Linked DNA regions of Rattus norvegicus: region 2 is linked to region 1. Evidence: chromatin contacts called from public Hi-C data. All regions are on one chromosome and are shown on one strand. Each heading gives the region's core, a stretch centred on a gene start, on an enhancer-like site or on the middle of the called end of the contact. The rest is flanking DNA. Distances are from core to core; before and after follow the strand shown. Region 1 has its middle 24 kb from the start of Rhoj. Region 2 overlaps Rhoj (ras homolog family member J).

What was found. A called contact is a pair of places that touch in the nucleus more often than the background predicts.
Region 2: a Hi-C map of kidney shows a contact between it and region 1, with 5 times the contacts expected there. The contact joins two enhancer-like sites. A contact is called at or near these places in 7 of 12 Hi-C or Micro-C datasets (the A7r5 cell line, the Rat2 cell line, Schwann cells and 4 more).

What each region holds. Positions count from the first base shown.
Region 1 is chr6:99,746,128-99,749,392 of GRCr8, reverse strand. No RefSeq gene overlaps it. Among named protein-coding and RNA genes, the nearest start is that of Rhoj, 24 kb to the left of the region's middle. Within about 2 kb of position 1,537, at least 3 of the 93 cell types and tissues checked have an H3K27ac peak or open chromatin away from gene starts, as enhancers often do.
Region 2 is chr6:99,839,591-99,842,855 of GRCr8, reverse strand. All of the region lies in intron 2 of Rhoj (ras homolog family member J), which reads right to left. Among named protein-coding and RNA genes, the nearest start is that of Gphb5, 29 kb to the left of the region's middle. Within about 2 kb of position 1,790, at least 2 of the 93 cell types and tissues checked have an H3K27ac peak or open chromatin away from gene starts, as enhancers often do.

The DNA of each region.
Region 1 (3,265 bases), core at 288-2,787:
TGTGCCTTCTGAGTGTGGGGATTACAGGCACCCACCTTTGTGCCAAGCTTCATGTGGCCCAGGTTAAGTTCTTTAACATTCACTTTTGGATCTGCATGATGATACCAATGTGGCTGCTGAGAAGTTTAAACAGAGGGTGACTGAGTGTCCTGCTACAAGGGCATTGCTAAACATTGCCTGTTGTTCATCAAATAAAATACACTTGGGTTTAGTAGAGAGAGCCAGGGATGATATCTCTGCTAGTTAGTTACATAGCTTCTCTTTAAGCAGTGAGTCTCTTTATTGTGCATGTGAGCTACCTGAAAGTCCTTGTGAGGGGCAGGTTCTGATCAGTCTGGGACTGGAGGGTGAAGCTCTACTCTGTGTGTGTGTGTGTGTGTGTGTGTGTGTGTGTGTGTGTGTGTTTTCATGTGTACACATAGACGTGAGTATGTATGACTACATATGCACATGCATGTAGAATCCAAAGGTCAGTGTTCACGTGTTGTTCTCCCCTTAATTTTTTGAGGCAGGTTCCCTCACTGAACCAGTTTGGCTTGGCTGGTTGGTTATCAAGTCCCCAGTACTCTCCTGTCTCCACTCCACCAGCACTGGGAGTACAGACTGTTGATCTGCAGAGAGGAGATCAGGGCCCACTCATGCTGTGTGCTGCTGGTGCTGGGGCCTGAATTCTCCTCAGAGTTCCTGTCATGTTCTTGTCTCTGTCTGTCTGTCCATGGTACTAATAAATCTTGTGGCTCAAGAGCAGGCTGTGCCTTCATGTCCTTTATAGTATTTGAAGCCTTTCAAGTTTCTATAATGAGCATCTATAGTCCAGAAAAATGTAAATATTATTTAAAAGGTTACCAGACTTGAGTCCTCCCCGTGCAAAGGTTTCCACTCTCTATGTGTGTGTGTCTGTCTTTCTCTCTATATATATGTATGTGTGTATTTATGTATGTATATATGTATGTATGTATCTACATGTGAATTTATGTATTTATGTATGTGTATGTATATGTATGTATATATGCATGTGTGTATATATGTATGTAGTATATATGTATATACGTATGTATGTATGTATTTTTGAGATAGGGTTTCTCTGTGTAGCTCTGACTGTCCTGGAATTCACTCTATAGACCAGGCTGGCCTCAAACTCTAGAGATCCACCTGCCTCTGCCTCCTGAGTGCTGGGATTAAAGGCCATCACTGCCTGGCCACTGTTCTTCGTGTTGAAAAGGAGCTTTATATGCCCCTTCCTTCATTTTCCATCCCCTGACTCCTCAGAGAGAAAAGACCCTGCTCTCAAAAGCATTTTTTTCCTGTCCCACCTGTTTATCACTACTGTTTTCCCCACTGCCTGATGTGGGGGGAGGGCGGCTTCTCTAAACCGTAGCACAGTGACCAGTCAAGCCCGGTTGCTGCATGGCCACACCTCACTCCCTGTGACACACCATCCTGTCCTCACCAGAATCCTTCTCTGACCCCTCTGGGGTCCACTTCGAGTGATAGGACAGGATGGGAGGGGAAGGAGGAGGTCAGATGCTGCTCAGCTGTGCCTCCGCCAAGTGTGACTTGGGAGCGCAGCCCTGCAGCTGTGGATGGAGCCAAGCAGCCAGCCACATCCACAGCCACTGATTCTCCAAGGGCCCCGAAGTCCTGGAGCCAGATGCTGTTTCAGATCAAAAGTGCTGTGCAGAACTTGGCCTCCCAGGGGTGCATCCCTACAACTTCCACGTTGCCACAGATAATAAAAACTCTGTGAGGAGAAAACAGCGAGCAGGGACCTATCTTGACTTTCAAAAGTCATGATAGAGCAATGTTTTTGCCAAAACATCTACTCTGGAGTTTCTCAGATTTCTTAGTTTGAATTTACTTTATAATGAACTTAGGGGAGGAAAAGAAGGCTGGTGTTAAGCTGCTAGGACGGGCTCTTCCTGATTCTGTTTTTTTATGTCTCACAGAGCTTGAAGAGGAGGTTTTGTTTTGCTTGAGAAAGAGTGAAACTCCTTCCCCACAACTTTCCACAGTGAAACGTCTTTTGTTAATCCGTTGACTCTTCCAAGTCACCTAGGTATGGTTTGCAGGTTGTGAACATCTAGGAATGTCCAGATGAGGAGAGTTTGATGTATAATCAGTTCTTATGAACTGAAACACTTCTTCTTGGAGAGAAAATAGGTCTTTCCACAAGACATTGGAAGTAAATGAAACTTACAAGGCTTAGGAAGGTTTTGGAAGTTTGTTTGTTTATTTTTATGCTCAAGATTTTATTCCCCTCCCAGTCCACCTTCCAACTGTTCCACATCCCATACCCCCCCCCAACTCTACGAGGAACCCCATCAGACCTCTCTAAACTTCCTGGGGCCTCCAGTCTCTTGAGGCTTAGGTGCATCTTCTCTGACCAAACCCAAGGCCCTGCAGTCCTCTGCTATATATGTGTTGGGGGCCTCATATCAGCTATTGTGTGCTGCCTGGTTGGTGGCCCAGTGTCTGAGAGATCTTGAGCAGTCAGGTTAGTTGAGCCTGCTGGTCTTCCTACAGGGTTGCCCTCCTCCTCAGCTTCCTCCAGCTTTTCCCTAATTCAACCACAGGGGTCAGCAGCTTTTGTCCACTGGTTGGATGCACATATCTGCATCTGACTCTTTCAGCTGCTTGTTGGGTCTTTCAGAGGGCAGTCATGATAGGTCCCTTTTTGTGAGCACCCCATAGCCTCAGTAATAGTGTCAGAACCTGGGTCCTTCCCTTGAGCTGGATCCCACTTTGGGTCTGTCGCTGGACCTTCTTTTCTTTAGGCTCTTCTCCATTTCTTTCCCTTTCTTCTCTCTCTCTCTCTCTCTCTCTCTCTCTCTCTCTCCCTCCCTCCCTCCCTCCCTCCCTCCCTCCTTCCTTCCTTCCTTCCTTCCTTCCTTCCTTCCTTCCTTCCTTCTTTCCTTCCTTCCTTTGAGAAGCTACAGCATGATGCCCAGAGGCAGCCATGATGGGCCCTGAAAGCAGAGAGTCTTCAAGTCCTTCCCATTTGAAGGAAAAGGGGGCTTTCTTGCCCTTAAGGGTTTCTAGTTGTAGAGAAGAGGAGGTTCCATGCTATCTGGCCTAACCCATATGCTAAAAGTAAGAGAGGTACTGATAAGGACTGGCTATAGCTGTAGGTGATCTTGGGTCTGGATGGAGGGAGCGCAGGATGTAAGCTGTAACTATGAGGGGCAGCAGGTGGGAGGGGCACTGCTAGGTCACAGCATGGGGAGAGACTACAGGGGACACAGTCTGGTTTGTGGAAGAGAAGGAG
Region 2 (3,265 bases), core at 541-3,040, 93 kb before region 1:
TCCATCTCCTCACAGAGTTATTGATTTTTAATAGTGACAACACCTAAAATCGCCTTCCAACACATAACCATAACATAACCACACCTTCCTAACATCTGTATGTGAATGGTAGCTTCTAGAATTACCCATCCTGCCTAATGGTAATCTTGCGCTTTGACTGATAGCTGCCCACTTCCTGTCCCTTCTTGCCCTGGTAACAACCAGTCTACTCGGCTTCTACGTCTTCTGAAACTCACCCACGCAGATAGTACAGTTAGCAGGGATGAACGTAGGTCTCCCGGGACACTGGAGTTGCATTGACTGGAACATGTGCTTAAATTAGCAGGTCATTGGCCCATGAATCTCTTCAACAATTAAACATTGTTCTCAAATTGAACATAGAGTGCGCTAAACTACAAAGCAAGTATTGTTGCCAGATGAGATACGCCTGTTAAAGAAATATGTTTGGGATTTGTTCCTAAACGTACCCCAGAGCCACAGTGTGATCAAGTTAAAAGTCAGGTGTCTAGTTGCCAAGGAGTATTAGATCATTCAATAAATAGTCCTCATATGTTTTAATAGAATTTAGTAGCACAGCCACTAGCAATGTGTGCTCAGACATTTTCTCTTACATTTGCACCTGTACGCCATTATAAACATCGCACACTTAGACACACCAATACACACATTATACATATATGCATATGCATACGTGTTGTGGAGCACTGACCTCTGAGCACCTTGGTCTTTCCCACTTCACTGTGATTACAGGGAAACCAATCCTGTCCATGAACCCTTGGCTTTTCTGTGGGTTTTTACTGCAGTGGTTTTCATCAGAGCCACATGGAAAACCTTTAGAAAGTCGTGTTGCGTGCTAAAACGCTCGAGTGAGGGGATCTCAGGCACAATTTTTTACTCTGTCATTTTGTCCTTCCACTCAGATGGTCACAATGGACAGTTTGATTGGCTTTCTCATCCTCTACCCATTACCCTCTCCATAGCAAGTAATTTTATGGAATAGAACGACTTACTGTAAAATGCCGGATTTAGGGCTGGAAAGACGGCTTATTTAGTGTTTAGGTTGCTCTTCCAGAGAACCCAGGTTTGAAGACCAGAAGCAACATGACAGCTCACAGTGGTCTGTAACTCCAGGGCCCTCTCTGCCCTCCAGGGAGGTGGGCATATAAGTGGGGCACAGACAAGCATGTAGAGAAATGCCCATACAGATAAAATAATAAAATAAAGTTAACGTAATTAAAAAAGTGGGGTTTACAGTGACATCTAAGGGAGCAACTTCTCCAGCTCCTCCTGCCCAAAGAGAACCAGAGTCTCTGGAGCATTGGGCTGGACGAAGAAGAATCCTGCACTGATTGGTCAGGTGGAGCCTGGAGTGGAGGACGCTGATTTGTGTGTAGCACCATCATCTTCATCAACAGAGCTGGAGTCTGGGGATCATTGCCAAGGACCAGGCGCCATTACAAGGGGTGTGTGTATTATCTCCTGGAGTTCCCGCAGAAGCACTAGACAGACACTGCCATCAGCCTCCTTGTCACAGAAGAGGAGGTCAAGGTAGAGATGTCTGGAATGGGCCAATGCCACCGAGTTATTGACTCCCAAGGTCTCCGTTCATCCTGACCTAGCTTTCGATTTTCTTATTGCCATATCTCAGGACTTTAGATGACAGATTAAGGTTTTTTTCTTTTTTTAAACTTGGCTGTCTAGGAATATATTACTGCAGGGGTGCGTTGCCTGTTTCAGAGAGGGCATTGGCTCCAAATTGCCACAAGGTGGCAGCAGACACTGTATATTTAAGATCTCAACGCTTCTGCTCACTCTACACTCAACAAGCAAACCAAACCAATCCGATTAGCCTGAGGAGCTGATGATAACTGGTGGTCTGAATGGTAGTGTTTTTTTAATCCTTGATTTGCTAGCCATTGAATAAATGATGCTTAGATGATCGGAGATTTGGGGAGGTGAGAGATGCGGTCATTTTGCTCTCCTGGCAAAGTGGCTCAGGCCCCCGGTGCAGGGATTTCTGGTGGTGCCAGCTTCTGGCTTCAAGGTGCTCCAGATTCTAGATTTCTTTGCTGTAGGACTTAGTTCTGTTGTGTAAGGCTATTTAAAAGGACTGATTACTTACTGGACTTGTGGCTCTGTCAAGGCTGCTGCATGAACTGTGTAAGGTGACTAAGAACTAGGAATCAGGTCAGGGAATGAGAATGAAAATACACAAAACAGTTCCACGTATGTGAACCGAGTTTCCTGCCTCTGTTAGTTACTCTGGTAAGGCAGAGTATTGATTTGACCGAACTGGAAAATTCCAATGTCAAGTCCAGATAATCCTCTACCCCCAAATTCTTACACTAACTCCCAAAGGACGGTCCTCAGACCAGCAACACAGGTATCTCTTGAGAGCTCTTTAGACTCCCGGATGTCTAAGGCTTAAGCTCATGGGGATCTGAGCCCACGTGCCCCAGCCAGCTTAAAACAGTTTCAGGGTCTCAGGTTAGCATACTCCCTCCTTCCTGCAGTCAACTTTGCAGCTCTCAGAATCAGACATCTGAAAGATTTCACCAGGACTATAGAGAAAAAAATTACTTTCAACAAAGGTTTGTGCCTTGGTTGTGGCTGTGGCTGTGGCTGTGGCTAGAAAGCACGACAGAATCCCAGAACTAATAAACAGGACTTGATGATGCCGAGAGGTTGGGCATTTGAATTCATACCTGCTGATGACTTGAATTTTGTGGTGAAGCACACCTGGATTGTAGATTATGGTCGCATGTGAAAATGGTGTGTGTCAGCTGTGAGGAAGGGCTAGGTGGTCCTTATGGCACTGAGGTACCTTCCGATGCTGCAAGTGACTCTGGGTAACGGGTGCCTGTGTGCTTTTTGAAGAGATGGAGTGTTAACTCATAAAAGCCCCTAGATAGTGTTTTGGAGGGCCAAGATGGACACAAGGGGACTTGGGCTGGGGTAGGGTGGTAGAGATTGGGGGCCATGTAGGTTTTTGAGTACTTGCTACCCTTTGCACAGAGGTGGGCCTGGGGCGGTCAGGTGTAGGCATTGTGGGAACTCTCAGCACAGACTGGTCAATTCCCCGGGCCTTACATATGTTCATGAGCGGGTTTATCACAAAGCGACAGTGCTGGAGCCGTGAAGCCATTAGCTCTCTTTGTGTTTGGATCCCTGGGAACGTAGTGGATTTAGATTCAGCAACAGGTCCGGGGTGAAGCCTAGAATGCGCATGTCTGGTAGGTGCCCAGGGGCTGCTGTCTGTGTTGTA